Linked DNA regions of Macaca mulatta: region 1 is linked to region 2. A link is a contact called in public Hi-C data. All regions are on one chromosome and are shown on one strand. The core of a region is the stretch at or near the end of the contact, and the rest is flanking DNA. Distances in the headings are between cores, read along the strand shown.

Region 1 (3,968 bases), core at 304-2,803, 260 kb before region 2:
CTCTACAGTCTTCACAACCCAGACAGGGCCATCTTTAAAAAATGGTAAATCCCATTTTCAGTGTTCTCTTGAAAACTTCCTTAACAAGAGTCTTCTCTTTGTATCTAGAACAAAATCCAAATTTACCATGGTCACAGGCCCTACATAATCTGGTTCCCAGCTACCTCTCCATACTCCTTCACTCCTTGCTCCACAAGCCCTCCTCACCCCCACCCGCACCTGTCAGTCTTAGACACAGGGCAACTTGTTTCCCCTTTGGGGGTTTTGCTCTAGCCATTCTCTGTGTCTGAAACACTGTGTCCCTAGATCTTTGGATGGCTGGTCCTTTCAGCTTTCAATTCAAAGCTCTCCTCTTCGACGAGAACTCCTCTGACCCCAGCCCAAAGCAGTCCCCTTCCCACTCATTATACAGCCCTGCTTAGCTGTCTTCACAGAGCTCATTATCTGAAGCTGTACTACTTACTTGTTTGCTTCATTGTTTATTTCCTCCCTGCCCCTTTTAACCCAAGTTCCAGGAAACCAGAAACTTAGCTTGTCTTATCCTGCAGCATCCCCAACCTCTACAACAGTGCCTGGCACAGACTGAGAGGCACTCAGCGAAAACCTCTTGTGTGGTAGAATGCTTGACTTTATAGAGGGCCCAGGGTTCAAGTTGGCTACTGGCAGAGAGGGCTTACAACCCAGTTCTCCTGACTAATCAGAGGTAGAACTAAAAACTGGGCTCCAGCCCCTCTTTTTTTTTTTTTTTTTTTTTTTTTTGAGACGGAGGCTCGCTCTGTAGCCCAGGCTGGAGTGCAGCGGCGCGATCTCGGCTTGCAAGCTCCGCCTCCCGGGTTCACGCCATTCAGCCTCCGGAGTAGCTGGGATTACAGGCGCCCGCCACCACCCCCGGCTCTTTTGTATTTTTAGTAGAGACGGGGTTTCACCGTGTTAGCCAGGATGGTCTCAATCTCCTGACCTCGTGATCCGCCCGCCTCGGCCTCCCAAAGTGCTGGGATTACAGGCGTGAGCCACCGCGCCCGGCCCAGCCCCTCTGGCTACAGCTAAAAGGCAGCGTTTAGGGAGAATTTAAAGGATCTACAGGAACTTATAATGATGACAATAATTAAAAGAACAATAGCTGATACCTACGGAACACGCTCTATGTGCCAGGCACTGTTCTACGTATTTAATCTGAGTTTCATTTACGCTTCACGACCACACTGCGAAGTAGATACTATCATTACCCTCACTTTATGGATAAGGAAACTGAGTCACTGAATTGTTAGGTAACCTGCCCAGCATACAGCTGAACATAAACTATACGCTGCTATCAAAACTTTCTTTTGCTCTCACTCCCTCACCCTGGCTGGGGTGAGAAGTTCTCTCTCAAGCGACGGCCCAGGACAGCCCCAACGCCTCCAGGTCACTGGCCCCCGGACGTCCCAGGGCGCCGGCCAGGATTGGTGGAAGAGAAGAGATTGGTGGAAGACAATGGAAGCGTAGTAGCGGAAGTCCCGCCCAGCCTAGGCCGAACTTCCGGCTCTCACTGCTAGGGGCTTCAGCGGAGGGAGTGGAGCGAAGCGTCGCCGCGATGGTGTTGTTGGAGAGCGAGCAGGTATGGCTAGGCCTGGCCGGCAGAGAGACGGGGGCGGCTCAGGCTTTGGTCGAGACCTCTGCCTCCTTCTGCGGGAGGACCAGGGCCTTGACGCGGCGGGGCGAGGATTTGGGGCTGGCTAACGGGGCCGGGCCTGTTGTTTTTCAGTTCCTGACGGAGCTGACCAGACTTTTCCAGAAGTGCCGGACGTCGGGCAGCGTCTATATCACCTTGAAGAAGTGTAAGCAGCGGGAGGGGAGCCGGGCGATGCTCCCCGGGTGCCCGGTGTCTGGGAGCCACCGGAGTCTGTCTGCCGCGGACCGCCGCCTTCCTCTACCGTCCGTCACTCTGTACTGGGCACATTCGGGGCTTCGGGCCTGGAAAATGATGGGGATTGTAGCGGGCGCAGTCCCCAGCGCTGAGCCGCCTAGGTTGCTTCTGGTAACAATGGGTCCCAAGCAGCCCAGGGCTCTTTGTCAGGGATCCCAAACGCCGCCACTTTGAGTGGGAGTTAACGTGCTTCGCTATTCCATGTTTCCGTCGTGGAAATAATAGTTTCTCCAGGGTTTCGCCAGACCGTGGTAGCAGACGAGGTGTTTAACAGAACTAGAGCAGCGGGGCTGGATTAGGTCATCACTTACCCCCTCCTCTGTTTTAACTGTTTGTCTGCCGCTCAGCCACGTATGCGGCCGTGTTCACCAGGATGCATTTTTCCTTCAGATGACGGTCGAACCAAACCCATTCCAAAGAAAGGTACTGTGGAGGGCTTTGAGCCCGCAGACAACAAGTGTCTGTTAAGAGCTACCGATGGGAAAAAGAAGATCAGCACTGTGGTGAGCTGAGTTCCTAAGGCTATCTTTTGAAATGTAAACACTCGAATTGAAGAGAGGATGGGGCGTTTCTGAACCAGGCTTTAATTTACTTTTCCCTTTTGCCCTGTGTGGCTATTTCTGAGACCAGGACCTTCCTATACTTCAGTAGTAGAAAACTCAAGAATAAAATAAAATGAAGAAGGTAGAGGTCAAACAGTCGTTAGTTCTGCTAAAATTTTTGCGGAAATGAATGAAAGTAGCGTATTCGTCCTTATTCGTAGTACTGTAAGGAGCCGTTGGCATAAATATTTGATTCCTTAGCCCCTTACTGTGTTGGGCCTTCAGTAAGCAGTTTCTTGGCACCAGGTGATGCTATTATTTCCTTATCTTTGTGGTTCACATGGCGAATGTGCAGCTAAATGTTAGGTTTCACACTTGAGAAAATATGCATTTTAGTCAAGAGCCCTAGTCTTTCCTTTCAGTGGAGGTTGAATAATGCAAAGGAAGAGTCTTCTTGAGTTGAGTGAATACTACTTTATTCTGCTGTGGCAGAACCAGACTTACTCTCTAATCACATTAGTGTAGGATACTGACTGCATGAAAATGTAGACTAGACTTAGTTGGTAAGTCTCCCGTGACAAGTTATCTTGAGAGGACTTTTACAGTAAAACAAGCTTATGTGGTTTTTACAAATAAAGTTAGATATCATGAAATAACGAAAACCTAAGGAGTCTTCTTCAGAGGTAGTATTTTGTGGTAGCTTGCATTGTGCTTAAATATGCTTGAATTAATGGAAGGCAGGTTTAAAAATAAGATGGGAAGGGAGTAGTTTAAATATATCTTATATTAATGTATAAAAAATTAATACTGAGAAGTCCTCTGACTTTTCTCAGAACCCAGGGAGAACACTCAGTGCCACCTTTCTAAGGGATTTCAAGAGGTGAGAAACAAAGCTTTTTTTTTTTTTTTTTTTTTTTTGAAGGAGCCTACTGCCTTTCACCTCTTGGTGCAATTCTCATGTGGAAAAAGATGTAGAGCTCCTTTTCTTGTTCTCTAGGCAGAGGAAAGCAGAGTAGAAAAGTAACCATTCATGTATTACGAACCCCTGAAGTTGGGAAGAAGTATTTTAAAGATAAGGATGTTGTCTTTCAGAGGCTTTTGAGATACTGTCTGGGGTGGAGAAGAGGATGCTTATATGGATAATAGGTGTGACCTCTTTTTTCCTTCTCTTTCAGGTGAGCTCCAAGGAAGTGAATAAATTTCAGATGGTGAGTTTTGGGTGTTCCTTATGTCTTCCTTCTCAGGGCAAGAGTCAGCATGATAGTGAACACTGGGTAAGATTGATACTTGGGTTCACTGCTCTCTGGAGATAAGTTTTACTGGTATTTTTCAAGTAAAAGCTGCCAGGGTGTGAATTTCAACGCTAATACGCTCTTCCTTTCTGGTTTTTTTTAGTTAGATTTTGTCTTAGGCTGTAGATATATGCTACCTATAGTATAGTTGAACAAGAAGTTGCCTGCAGTTTTCCATTGAAAAAAACGTAAAAAATGTGTGCAACTGTCTGTGGGTGTTGCAGAAGC
Region 2 (3,769 bases), core at 1,100-3,599:
GATCTCAGGTACATCCCTGGTTCAATATTTGATGAAATCTCCCCAGGTGATTGTAATGTGCAGTGCAGTTAAGCACTGCAAAACTAGTCCAACTTCATTTTTCAAACGAGGAAACTCTGGCGCACAAAAGCTTATGTATTTACCTAAGATGACCTAACTGTTTAGTATCAAAATCCAAATAATGTCGTCTCTCTTCTTCGTAAAAAAATAAAGCAGGGTCGAGGGGACAGAGCGTAGGCAGCGTGGAGATGGGAATAATTATTTTATATAGGGTGGTTGGGAAAGGCCTTCCTGAGGAAGCAGATGCCTGAGCAAAGAGAGGAGCAAACCATGTGGATAGCTGGGAAACTGTATTTCAGGCTGGTGTGTGTGTAGGTGTATGTGTGTGGTTATTTGGATTGGAGGAACAAGTGTTACCAAATTCCTGACAGATACTGCTCTGTGGGATGCAGAAACAGGCAATCAGAATTACCAGCTGTTCTCAAAATCCGATTCTCAAAATATTCCCTACCTTCTTCATATTCTTTACTCATTATTATGAGTATCTAAAGCCTTTGTTTAAAAAATGAGAACTATTAAATCTAGAAGTGTTTACAAGAACTGAAGTTTATAGCAAATATTCAAATACTGGAGAACACAGAGAACATTATTGGGTAGTATTCAAATAATAGATCTCCTAGCAGGGTTAACTGTACTACCCAGACTCATGGATTGGAAACTGCCAATTTAAGGATTTACTTTGAATCCAAAACTTGTTACTTTTTTGAACACTGCTCATAGAATTTGTATAAAGTATACAATGAGTATCAACCTATTTATATTTTATTTGCAAGAATGACTCACTGCCAGCAGCACACACGGCCAGGAACATACACTTACATAGCACCAACTACAAGCAAGACTGACTGATGAGACTGTAGCCATGTCTCTCCCAAGTGCTCTTGTCCTGGTTCCTGAAAATGATGACCTCAGCCTCGAACTCGGCACTTCCTGGGCTGGTTTTCAACTTGACATTGGTGAATTTCTTCAGTAACATCCCTAGGTTGGCTGCTAAATTTTAATTCTCACAGGAGAATTAGGATACTTTCTCCTTTTTTCTTCATTTTGCAACTTTTTTTCTTTTGAGATTTGGAAAGCCACATAAATTCCCTGAGAAATGCTGGGAAGAAATCCCTGCACAGAAACACTAACAATGAGGACAGTGAGGCTGGAACCAGGTTTACCACGGGAAGCAGTAGGTAGGAGTGGAGGTCAGAGAGCCAACGGAAAGCCTTATCATTCAGAGATGATGTCTGCGTGGACCTGAATGGAAGCACTGAACTTCTGACGAGTGTTTGGATTCTGGATATATTCTGAATGCTGAGCTGATAGGACGAATTGACTGTAAAGTGTGAGAGGAAGAGGAATTGAGGACAACTCCAAGGTTTTTGGTTTAGGCATGACAGGATGAAATTACCATTTGCTGAGATGGATAGAGTGGGTGGGGACTCTGGAGAAGTTGTTTTTTCCTGTGTTAAGTTTGAGATGTTTACACATCTAAGTGGATATGTCAAATAGGCAGTTAGGTAAAGGAGTCTGGAGTTCAGGGAAGTCTGGGCTGGTGATAAGATGCAGGATTCAGGAGCATAGGGAAGACATTTACAGCCAGGTTTTTAATATCCAGCACTGGCCTAGACCGCAGCTGTGTTCTTTCGGCAACTCAACCTATGACTATTTGCTTCGCTGAAGAAAACCACATCTTATCTAGTTAAAACAATGAGGACAAAGGAGCCATGAATGCGAAAATGCTCTGTAAACGGTAACGTGCTGGGAAGCAGGAGAAATCTGATGGCACTGGAGGTGAGGAAAATCAGTTTGTGGACGTAGGGAAATAATTTTCGTGCACTGAGAATTAGAGGAACTGAGAAATGAAAGAAGGTGCAACAAGCAATTATAACTTTTTGGACTGTAGCCAAATCTGTGCAAAACGAATATTTTTAAAATTTCCATAGCACCCCAAATTTACTAGAGCTTCACATACATGGTCTTTTTGAGTTGCACAAGTCTTGTGAGAAGAGAATTATTATTGTTCCCATTTTGCGGAGGGGGAAACTGCTCGGAGAGAATAGCTGACCTGTAAGGCATCACAGCAACCTGAGGGACAGAGATACACAAGCATTCAGACGTCCCCATTCCGAATCCAACCTAAAGACGAACAAATCGCTCCCCACGCCCACGGTCGGCCGCGAAGACGGAGGGACACACCCAGGCCGCCCAGCTCGCGGACCTCCAGCAGCAGCCGGCCCCCGTCCCATTTCCGGATGGTACAGCCCTTTCCCCTATCGCGAGACCGCAAGCGTCGCGCATCTGGTTGCCAGAGAAACAGCGGTGCTACGGGCGGGAGGGCTTTGAACTGGCGGCTTCTTCCACCACCAGAGAGGCTGAGGTGGCGGGAGAGATCCCTCTTCTCTGTGGGGAAGTGGCTGGCTCGGCGAGTGTCGGCGGCGCGCTTCTGCGGCCGTCTGCGCTCTGACTGCCGGCGGCCAGTTCCTCGAGGAGGCCCGGCGAGAAGGTGAGGGGCCGCGCAGACGAGGGCGGAGCTCGGTCGCGGGGCGGTGCGCCGAGGAGTGGGCGGGGTGGAGGTGCATCGGGCCGCTTGGCTCGTAGATGGACTGTCAGTGAGAGCGGACATGGCCAATGAGAGGGCGGGGGCGGGCTTATTGGGGGCGGGGCCCCAAGGGCTTCTGCCTCCGCGGAGGCTGTTTCTCCAGGAATCACCTAACATTAGGACCTGTAACCAACCAAGGCTTCCACTTTCCCGAGATCTAGATCTTCCCACCAAGATCTATAACTGATCACCAGCCATTTAAACTAGACCCTAAACGGTAAAGGATGCAAATAGGCATTTCACAGGTAAAATAAAAAGATGCAAACAGCAAACAATTGATTAGAGACTCAACTTTTCTCGTGAAGAAATGTAAACCAAATTCACAGATACCTTTTACACCTCTCAGACTGGAGAAGATGAAACAACTTTGACATAATCAGATGGGCCCCAGTCCACTGTTGGGGAAGTAGTGTAATTTGGTGCAGCCTTTTTGGAGTACAATTTGGCGAACTACCAAAATTTGAAACATAATTGTTCTTTGACTCAGCAATTCTAATTTATTTTATGGATGTATTACCATAGCTAAAGAAATATTGGCACAAAGATATTAACTTACAATTGAGGTATAACTTATGGTAAGCCTCACCCATTTAATCTAAAGTTCTATGAGTTTTGACAAATGCATACAGTTATGTAATTACCAGCCACCACAATCAGAATATGGAAGTTTCGTCATGAACCCCAAATTCCCTAGTGCTCTTTGTAGTTAACCCCTCCCCTAACCCTATTGCTGGCAACCACTTAGTTTTTTGTTCCTGTAATTTTGCCCATTCCAGACTGTCATATTGATGGAAACAAACACCCTGTGGCCTTTTGAATCAGGTTTCTTTCAGCTTAGCATCATGCATCATGCTATTCACTCATGTTCTGTGTATCTGTTGTTTGTTCCTTTATGTTGCTAATAGTGAGAGATGAAGCCGGCTGGGCTTCTGGGTTGGTTGGGGACTTGGAGAACTTTTCTGTCTAGCTAAAGGATTGTAAACACACCAATCAGTGCTCTGTGTCTAGCTAAAGGATTGTAAATGCACCAATCAGCACTCTGTAAAAATGCACCAATCAGCACTCTATGTCTAGCTAAAGGTTTGTAAACACACCAATCAGCACTCTGTAAAAACGGACCAA

Evidence for each region. A called contact is a pair of places that touch in the nucleus more often than the background predicts.
Region 1: a contact with region 2 is called in a Hi-C map of cortical neurons, with 7 times the contacts expected there. The contact joins the promoter of SRP14 here to the promoter of FSIP1 in region 2. A contact is called at or near these places in 3 of 14 Hi-C or Micro-C datasets (cortical neurons, fetal cortex germinal zone and liver).

What each region holds. Positions count from the first base shown.
Region 1 is chr7:17,355,756-17,359,723 of T2T-MMU8v2.0, reverse strand. SRP14 (signal recognition particle 14) reads left to right here and starts at 1,553. Exons shown (of 5, transcript NM_001265919.1): 1 at 1,553-1,597; 2 at 1,745-1,817; 3 at 2,297-2,409; 4 at 3,624-3,656. The coding sequence starts at 1,574.
Region 2 is chr7:17,093,483-17,097,251 of T2T-MMU8v2.0, reverse strand. It overlaps FSIP1 (fibrous sheath interacting protein 1), which reads left to right and starts at 2,349. Exons shown (of 12, transcript XM_001092473.5): 1 at 2,349-2,551.